Linked DNA regions of Mus musculus: region 1 is linked to region 2. The links are chromatin contacts, called in public HiChIP or PLAC-seq maps. All regions are on one chromosome and are shown on one strand. Each heading gives the region's core, a stretch centred on a gene start, on an enhancer-like site or on the middle of the called end of the contact. The rest is flanking DNA. Distances are from core to core; before and after follow the strand shown. Region 1 overlaps Gm36794 (a long non-coding RNA gene). Region 2 has its middle 23 kb from the start of Mn1.

Region 1 (4,065 bases), core at 803-3,302, 510 kb before region 2:
TTTCCTGTTTCCTGTATCTAGGAAGAAAGGAGGTGGCCCTGTCTTCCTGGATGCTGTGCTCGCCCCCTAGCTGCTGTGCTCCCTGGCTACTCTGCTCCATGAATGTTATGCTCACTCGATACAATGCCCCCTGCCTGATATGCTCCCTGGATACTCTGCTCCCTTAATGCTGTGCTCACTGGCTCTTGTGCCTCCTGGCTGCTGTGCTCCCTGGATGCTATGCCCCCTGGCTACTATGTTCCCTGGATACACTGCTTCCTGAATGCTGTTCTCCCTCTCTGCTCTGCTCCCTGGTTGCTGTGCTCCCTGTATGCTATGCTCCCTATCTGCTGTGCTCCCTGTATACTATGGTCCCTAGCTGCTGTGCTCCCTGGATGTTGTGTGCCCTGGATGCTGTGCTCCCTGGCTGTTGTGCTCCCTAAATGCTATGCTCCCTGAATGCTATGCCCCTGGCTACTATGTTCCCTGGATTCACTGTTCCCTGAATGCTGTGCTCCCTGACTGCTATGCTCCATACCTGCTGTGCTCCCTAGATGCTGTTGTCCCTAGATGTGCCCCCTAGCTGCTGTGATCAATGGATGTTGTGTGCCCTGGTTGTTGTGTGCCCTGGATGCTGTGATCCCTGGATGTTGTGTCCCCTAGCTGCTGTACTCCCTGGATGTTGTGCCCCCTAGCTGCTGTACTCCCTGGATGCTGTGTTCCCTGATTGCTGTGCTCCCTGGATGCTGTGCTCCCTAGCTGCTGTTCTCCATGGATGCTATGCTTTCTGATTGCTGTGATCCCTGGCTACTCTGCTCCCTGGCTGCTGTGCTCCCTAGATAGTCTGCTCCCTGAATGCTGTGCTCCCTGGATGCTATGTTCCCTAGCTACTGTGCTTCCTGACTGCTCTGCTCCCAGGCTTCTGTGCTCCCAGGCTGCCATGCTCCCTGAATGCTATGCTCACTCTGGCCCGTGAGCGAGTTTGTAAGACATGAGTTCAGTGAGAAGAACTTTAGCTGAGGGGTTAAGTGTGGATCTCTTTTCCTGATGGATTTCTGGATGGCCTCCTTCCTCAGGATCATCTCTTTGGGGAGGGGTGAGCATCTCTACAGAGAGTGGAAGAAGGGGGCATCTGTTGTTCTGGATTTCCATCTGGAGACATGATGGGAACAGCAATGTCTCCAAAGGGTGGATGAAGGAAGAGAAAAAGGGCTCTGGCTGGAGGTGTCTCTCTGAAGGAGGCAGAAGAAGTCACAGGTAAACTGGAGGCAGGCATCTGGGCAGACAGAGATCAAGAGGAAGAGGGAGGTGGAAAGAGACAATGGCGGAGAGACAGATGAGACAGGTAAGTGGAGAGGGAAGGGGAAAACAGGAGAGAAAGAAGAGAAATAGGAGAGAAAACAGAACGGGAAGGCCTGAGGGAAAGAGTGAGGGGCCTCAGTAGAAAAGGGACGAGAATGTGAGGAGATTGCAGAAACAGCCTTTTCCACTAGGTCTTCCTGAAGACACTGGCACAGCCCCAACCTGTAGGGCTTCCGTTTCAGGACCTTGGACAGAGACCTCTCCCCCTTACCATTGCTAGTGGCCCTGGGCAGAAGTCAGACCTGGGAGGCATCATCTTTCCCTGAGTTTCTCCGTGGACAGCTACTCTGCTACAGAAGGTCTGGATGGGAGCTGCTATAAGGAACTATAGTCTCTAGGAACTTTAAAATAATCCCAAAGGTTGAAGCAATGCCCGGGTTTTTAGCCACTGCTTTGCAGCAAAGGCCTCGGGGGTTGGGTGTATTAAAACCATGCCTTGAGCACTCTCACATCCAGTTGTTGCTTTATCAACATGACAGGAGTTCTGCCTTTTCTCAACTCCAAAGAGTTGCTTATCTAATAGAGAACATGAAACCCAGAGTGGGCAGCAGGTTACCCCAGGCCACACAGCCGATAGAATGTTACCTTGGAGAGCGAGAGAGCCTGAGCTGTTACAAGGCTTAGCATTTCACCCTTTCCTTAGCCCTGCCCCAGGGCTGCCTGTCACCAGGCCATCTGACACTCTGAGCCCCATGGGAAATCTGTAGACTCAACTCACTTCCCGCATGAATAAACTCCAGCCACAGAGAAACCCAGACACATTGAATTCCCCTCCCTCATTTGTTCTCCGGCCCATTTCACATCCCAGTGCTCCTGGTAAACCAACCTGCTGTCCTCACCCCAGAGCAGGGAGAACAGAAAGACCAGCCCCCGTGGGGACACCAACCACAAGATCCGGCTCCTGTTCAAAAATGGCTGCGCTGTGAAGCTGATCACAGCCTCTGAGAAAACCAGAGCTGAGTTCTGTGGAGCTGGTGGCTGGCGAGGCCCCTCTGCAGGATGGATGTAGGACAGGGGTTAGGGAGGGGATTTTCTTCTGCCAGCCCCAGGCTTCTCTTGAGATCTTTAGGATGTGCAAGACACAGGATGCAGGACAAGGATATCATTTCTTGCACTTCTTGGGAAGTTCTGTTGCAGCATCTGCAAGACGTCAAAGACCAGCTGAAGTAGGGAGAGGAGGGGATAAATAGGGAGGGCCAAGGAAAGGAGGAAGAGGAGGAAGAGGAGGATGGAGATGAGAAGGAAGGGAGGAGAGGGAGTGGGGAAGAGCAGAAGGTGGTAGTGATGGTGTAACTCAGTCCTGATTTCTTCTCAACTGACAAGGCTGGTGACAGAGTTAGATTTAGAGGGTGAAGCTGTGAACCATCTGTGTTCACACTGCATGATACTGGTGCACACTGGCTAGGGACTCACTTCCCCTCACTAGCATCCACATCCATCCTGGGGAAGGAGATGGTTGAGAATCCATCCATCCTGTGTCCTCTAGAGCCCTGGGGGGCACAGAGGCTTTCTGAAGTTTCCCTGGTCCAGGTGTTCCTAGGGAGACTAATGGACTGTGAAAGAAGGCTGTCCCCATACCATCTGCCCCATCTTTTTTGAGCAGTGTCTCAAGATACCCTGCCTCAGTTTCCTGCCTGCTCAGTGGGAATGGGTGGGATGTAGTGGCTACAGAGGCTCTCAAAGATCTGGCATTGTAGAGCACCCATGTTCACCCATGAGAGCACCCGGTGCTGAAGGAGTCTCAAGGGCATTTGTAGCTTCCAACTTATGGGCACATGGGGATTCTGTCAGCGCCAGAGAGCTCTCTGGGGGAAATATAGCTACCAACAGACATAGACTCTGGGGGAAAGGTCTCTGGAGACAGAAGCTAAAGTCCCCAGGCTCCTGAGGTCCCCAAGCTGAAGAAGGGAGAGGCAATGTGCCTTCAGTTCTCTAGAGCTTGTGCAGTAATCAGCTTGGGAAATAGTGGGTCAAAGGGAGGGATTGAGGTAGTCTCAACCCTCTGACTCCCCAGTGGCTCAGATTTTGTGGCACTCAGCTGGCTGGTGGGCTCACCTTGAACTATATACCCAGGAAGTGGGAAAAATGTCACAGCCTCTGTGTTTAGCTGCTTCCCATATGCGTAGGGGCCTGGCCTCTAGGACCCTGCAGAATGGTGAGCCTTACATTTTCTCCTGTAGCCGACAGTGAATCCTGCAGGAAGAGACACATCATGCAAATGGTAACTGTGGGGTCAGGTGTCCAGCATTGGTGATGTCAGAGGTAGGAAGCTGTGGGCTCCAGCAGCCAAGATGGCCTTCTGTGACATATGCAAATCCTGAGCTGATCTGGGAAGTCCTGACCTTGGACAGGACTTTGTTTCCTGGAGGAAGCCACCTCCATCCTTCCAGCTCTGAGGCCTCTCCTAGACTCTTCCTTCCATGGGGTGGGGAAACAGGTACATCAGAGTAGAAGGATGTATGAGGACCCACAAAGAAGGGAGGAAGCCTCCTGCACCTCCCCACAGCATCCAGGACTGTCAGAGAAGCACACACACACACACACACACACACACACACACACACACACACACACACAAATGCCAGGCAAGGCTGAGGGGCTTTGTCTTGTTCTGTGTCAAGGATTCTGACATACGTGATTGGAACCGTGAGGACTGAAGTTCTGCTCTGTCTGAGTGCTTGAACTGCATGGCCCTGCTGAGTGACCTTGGGCCAGGGAGAGTTA
Region 2 (4,002 bases), core at 1,106-3,605:
GTGGGACAGCATTGAGCACAGGCATGTGACCTGTCTACTTTAGAATCAGGAAGCTCCTCTGAGGGGGAGGGAGGAGCCCTAGTCAGGCAGTGAGAAAGGGCAGGTCCTCAGAGTTTTCTGAGGGTGGAGACCACAGCATCCAACACCGGTGCAAAAGGTGTGACTGCCCCAGCCAGGGAGCTGGATGGAGCCAGCGTCCAACTTGGCTGCACCCTTACCTCCCTCTACCGCAGCCTGCGCCTGGGGCTTTAGTTAGCCCACCTGAACAAACACGCGCTGCCTGCCACTGAAGCCAATGGGCTCCAGCCAGAGGCTTTGGTCCTGCTGGATGGACCCTAGGCTCCTTTTGGCAGCTCCTGATTGGCTGCCGTTCTCTTGCCAACAATGCATTTCAGGGGCCCACTTAAAAGTCTTTCCATCTGCACCGTACAGGCAGCCCCGAGCCACTGGAGATGGCATGCGGCTTTGAGTGTGATGGGTGGGGGGGCCGGCCTCTTGCTTTCTTGCCCACAGCCTCAGTTGCTGAGGAGCCTCTGAGATCTGCCTGCCTTATTGCACTGTGTTCCATCTGGAAACTTTCAGGGTCTTGTTTTTTTTTTTTTTTTTTTTTTTTTTTTAAACACACACACACACACACACACTCCACTTCTTTTGGTTATTTGAGAAAGGGCCTCCCTATGTTGATCTGGCTGGCCTGGAACTCACTACATAACTAAAGCCGGCCTCGGAGATCTGCCTGCTTCTACCCTGGGTTCAGGGATTAAAGGTGTGCGCCAATACACTTGGTTCTTACTAGCTCCTTTTAAGTCTAATTCCCATGTGTAGACTCTCTTTGATCTAATTTCTCATCAAGTCTTCCCTCTAAACCCAAAGGCACACGAGATGTCAGGCCATGGAGTCACTTGAGACTCACTACTGTGGTTGCCAAATTCATGGGCCCTGTCAGAGTCACCACAGAACACACCACAATGTAGGACTTTCAGAGTGAGCTCCAGAGGTTCTCTCTGCAGATCTAGAGTAGACAGGGCCATAGGGTAGGCAACTGTCTCAGTTTGCCCAGCTCTGAATGGTACAGAGGAGATAGGGGCTCAGCCAGAGCAGCCCTGGGTAAACTGGGTTGCTGGACCCATCTGGTACAGGGAGCCCTGAAGAGTCAGTACTCCCAGGTGGTGAGATGCAGGGCTTCAGGCTTCCCTGCACCACATGCTGAGACCCAGGAGGAGTCTAGGACAGGACGGAGCATACACACAGAGGCAGTCGATATTCCCCAGAGTGAAAGCAATTCCCCCCTACCCCAAGATCTGCCTCTGCATCCTTCAGCATAGCAGGTGAGCATGATCAGTAACAATTAAAAAGTGTTGATCAGCTCATCTGAGTGGGGACAGCAGACTTGTTGGTATTTCAGGGGCCAAGTTTCCCAGCAGCCCCCAGCTGGGCACAGCTGAGCTTTAGCTTCTGGGAGCTGCAGGGTATTTGGAATAAAGGCTCAACCTTGGAGAAGTATTAATGAAAATGTCACAGGCACTAAAGTCAAAGCAGATGTGAAGCCAGCTACACAGGCAGACCTAGCTGATAAGAAACAGCCCAGGAGAGAATAAAAACCTCTTGAGATTAGGTCAAGGACAGAAGGGGGGAGTAGGCACCCAGGGGTCCCCCCATGGCAACTCAGGGGAGCCTGTCGTTCCTGCAGAACAAGCTGACATTTCTGTGCTGCCGTGTTATATATTGACATCCCGACAGGGCAGCGTTTGGAGGCCTCCACATCAGCAAATAAATATTACGTCTCCATCTTCAGCTAAGCAGAGCTGTGGTGCATTCCTATTACTTCATGTGGATTAACCATCTGGAAGTTGAATCAAGCCACAGAGTAAAGAATGGGATCCAATTTTGCATTCACCAAAATAAGCCGTACTAGTCTCAATTTATGGCAGATGGTTATGCAGTCTCAGCGGGCCAAAGAATCTCTCTGCAAAAGAATAAAGTTCATGCCAATTACTGTAATAGGAACCGGTACAACAACTGTGTGAAGCTGACGAAGATCGCAGTGATCGCTGAACAGCTCGTAAACCGTGGGGGGGCCAGGGAGCAATGGGCACCCAGTTAATTCATTAAGATAACGGGAGAGACGAGAAAGCACATGCAGTCATAAAGCAGAAATGTTTCCTCGCAAAATGGGAGAGAGTTGAGAGGCTGTTGTTGGGTCACTCGAGCCACAGGCAGGGGGGAGGAAATGGTTAACGGCAGGAGGCACTCAAGCCAGGAATGGGTTAAATCCTGGGCTGCTCTGTTCCAGTCATTCAAAGCAGACCTGGTCTCAGAATCTGGCGTGAGGCCATTGTGGGTGGAGCCTGGGGGTGAGTGGCAAGAATGAACCGGTGGGAACATTGCAGGCTGCTGCCAGAGGGCCAGGCATACATGCACACCTTTGGGAAAGCGTCTTTGGCTGCAGCAAGCTCAATATGCCTGGATGTACCTGTCCATGGCAGTCTGGGGAGAACGGAGCACTGTATGGAAAGAACACTTTGAGTTCTCCCTGTGAGACTGGCTTCAGGTTACAGCACTGCCTGGCTCCTATACAATGGCCCAGTGTTTACATCTGTCTTTAGATGAAAACTGCTATACTCTTGTAACAGGGTGACCAACGGTCCCTGTTTGTCCATGACTGTCTTGGTTTTAGAGTCAAAGTCTGGCCTCCCAGGAATCCTTTGTCCTGGGCAATGCACGCTGGCTGGTGACTCTAGCTAAGAGCCCAACCAGGGCACGAAGTGTTGTTTTCATGTTTCCTTGTCACAGAGCCATGTCCCATGTTAGTGTCGACAATCCAGACTTTCACTGGCGGGACACCAAGGCTCAGAGGGGTCAAGCTTCATTTGGGGCCTATTGTTCAGTAACGGGGGTGGGTGGGCAGGCATCGGAGTACATGTGCGAGACGCCAAAGCCCTTCAGCCAGCATGGCCTCTGGCAGAGTGTGAGCAGACAGCTCCATGCTAAGACTCCGTGGTTTCAAGCACACTTGCAGGGCTCACTAGCAGGAGACGGGTAGCAACAGTAAGGCCTCCGAGCAAGCACAGGGTCACCATCTCATCCCAGCACTTCCCCACCTCCCAGCATCCTGAGATGATGGCTGCCGCATAGCTGAGCCTTGGGGTAGATCGCAATGAGATGTGAGATCTAGGGCAGTGAAGTCCCACCATGGACAGCACTAACATGCACAGATCCAGACCTCAACCTCATGAGTAGAAAAGCTGTGCCTGTCACTCAGTAGGGGCTGAGAGGAAGACTGGAATCCCAATAGATCCCATATTAACAGGATCCTGAATTCATGGCCCACTAGACCGCCAACAGATACTGTCCTCAGCCAGATAGGCAATGCTGGGCAGGAGTGTAGGGGAAGTGGTCTCTGGTGAAGTAGAACAGCCCTGACCTCAGGGTTGCTCCACCCGGGGATTTACAGGTCAGGCTCCCCTGACACCCCAACTGCTGTCAAGCACACTTAGAAGGAACACACCACAGGCTCCTGGAGACCCCTCATGTCCACAGCACTAACACAAAGCCAGCTGGAGGTTGGGGGGAAGACATGGTACTACTGAGGTAGGGGGCCTCAGTAGGGGGGCAGAGCAGTTACCACCCCTTCCATATTAGTGAGACCTCCGAGTGTGGAGTCTTAGGGTTTGCCTGCCACCATGGAGAAGCTCAGCTGTGCCTCAGAGGACTTTATGAGGAGACATTATGAAGATGTTGGTTATCAGAGGTGGCACATGCTGACAATCCAGCATGAAGTTGGATCTTTTGAGTTTGAGGCCAGCCTGGTCTACAGAACAGGGCTACACAGAGAAACCGTTGTCTCAAAATGCACGCACACACACACACACACACACCACACACACACACACACAGACACACACACACACACACAGACACACACACACACACACACACACACACACACACACACACGTGTGCGCGTGCACGCGCTGAGCGGCAAAGCTGTTCTGCTTTTAT

The links. HiChIP or PLAC-seq counts read pairs in DNA pulled down with a chosen protein or histone mark.
Region 1: a contact with region 2 is called in an H3K4me3 HiChIP or PLAC-seq map of craniofacial prominence, with 5 times the contacts expected there. The contact joins two enhancer-like sites. A contact is called at or near these places in 2 of 484 Hi-C or Micro-C datasets (cerebral cortex and pro-B cells), 11 of 115 datasets of contacts at active chromatin or transcription factors (a beta-TC-6 cell line, craniofacial prominence, embryonic basal ganglia and 8 more) and 2 of 9 other capture datasets (embryonic tail and embryonic trunk).

The regions. Positions count from the first base shown.
Region 1 is chr5:111,899,363-111,903,427 of GRCm38.p6, reverse strand. The region is part of intron 3 of Gm36794 (a long non-coding RNA gene); the gene reads left to right. Among named protein-coding and RNA genes, the nearest start is that of Gm29935, 8.2 kb to the right of the region's middle. Within about 2 kb of position 2,052, at least 27 of the 459 cell types and tissues checked have an H3K27ac peak or open chromatin away from gene starts, as enhancers often do. A contact at or near this core is called in craniofacial prominence and embryonic tail, where this site is marked.
Region 2 is chr5:111,392,349-111,396,350 of GRCm38.p6, reverse strand. No RefSeq gene overlaps it. Among named protein-coding and RNA genes, the nearest start is that of Mn1, 23 kb to the left of the region's middle. Within about 2 kb of position 2,355, at least 83 of the 459 cell types and tissues checked have an H3K27ac peak or open chromatin away from gene starts, as enhancers often do. A contact at or near this core is called in craniofacial prominence and embryonic tail, where this site is marked.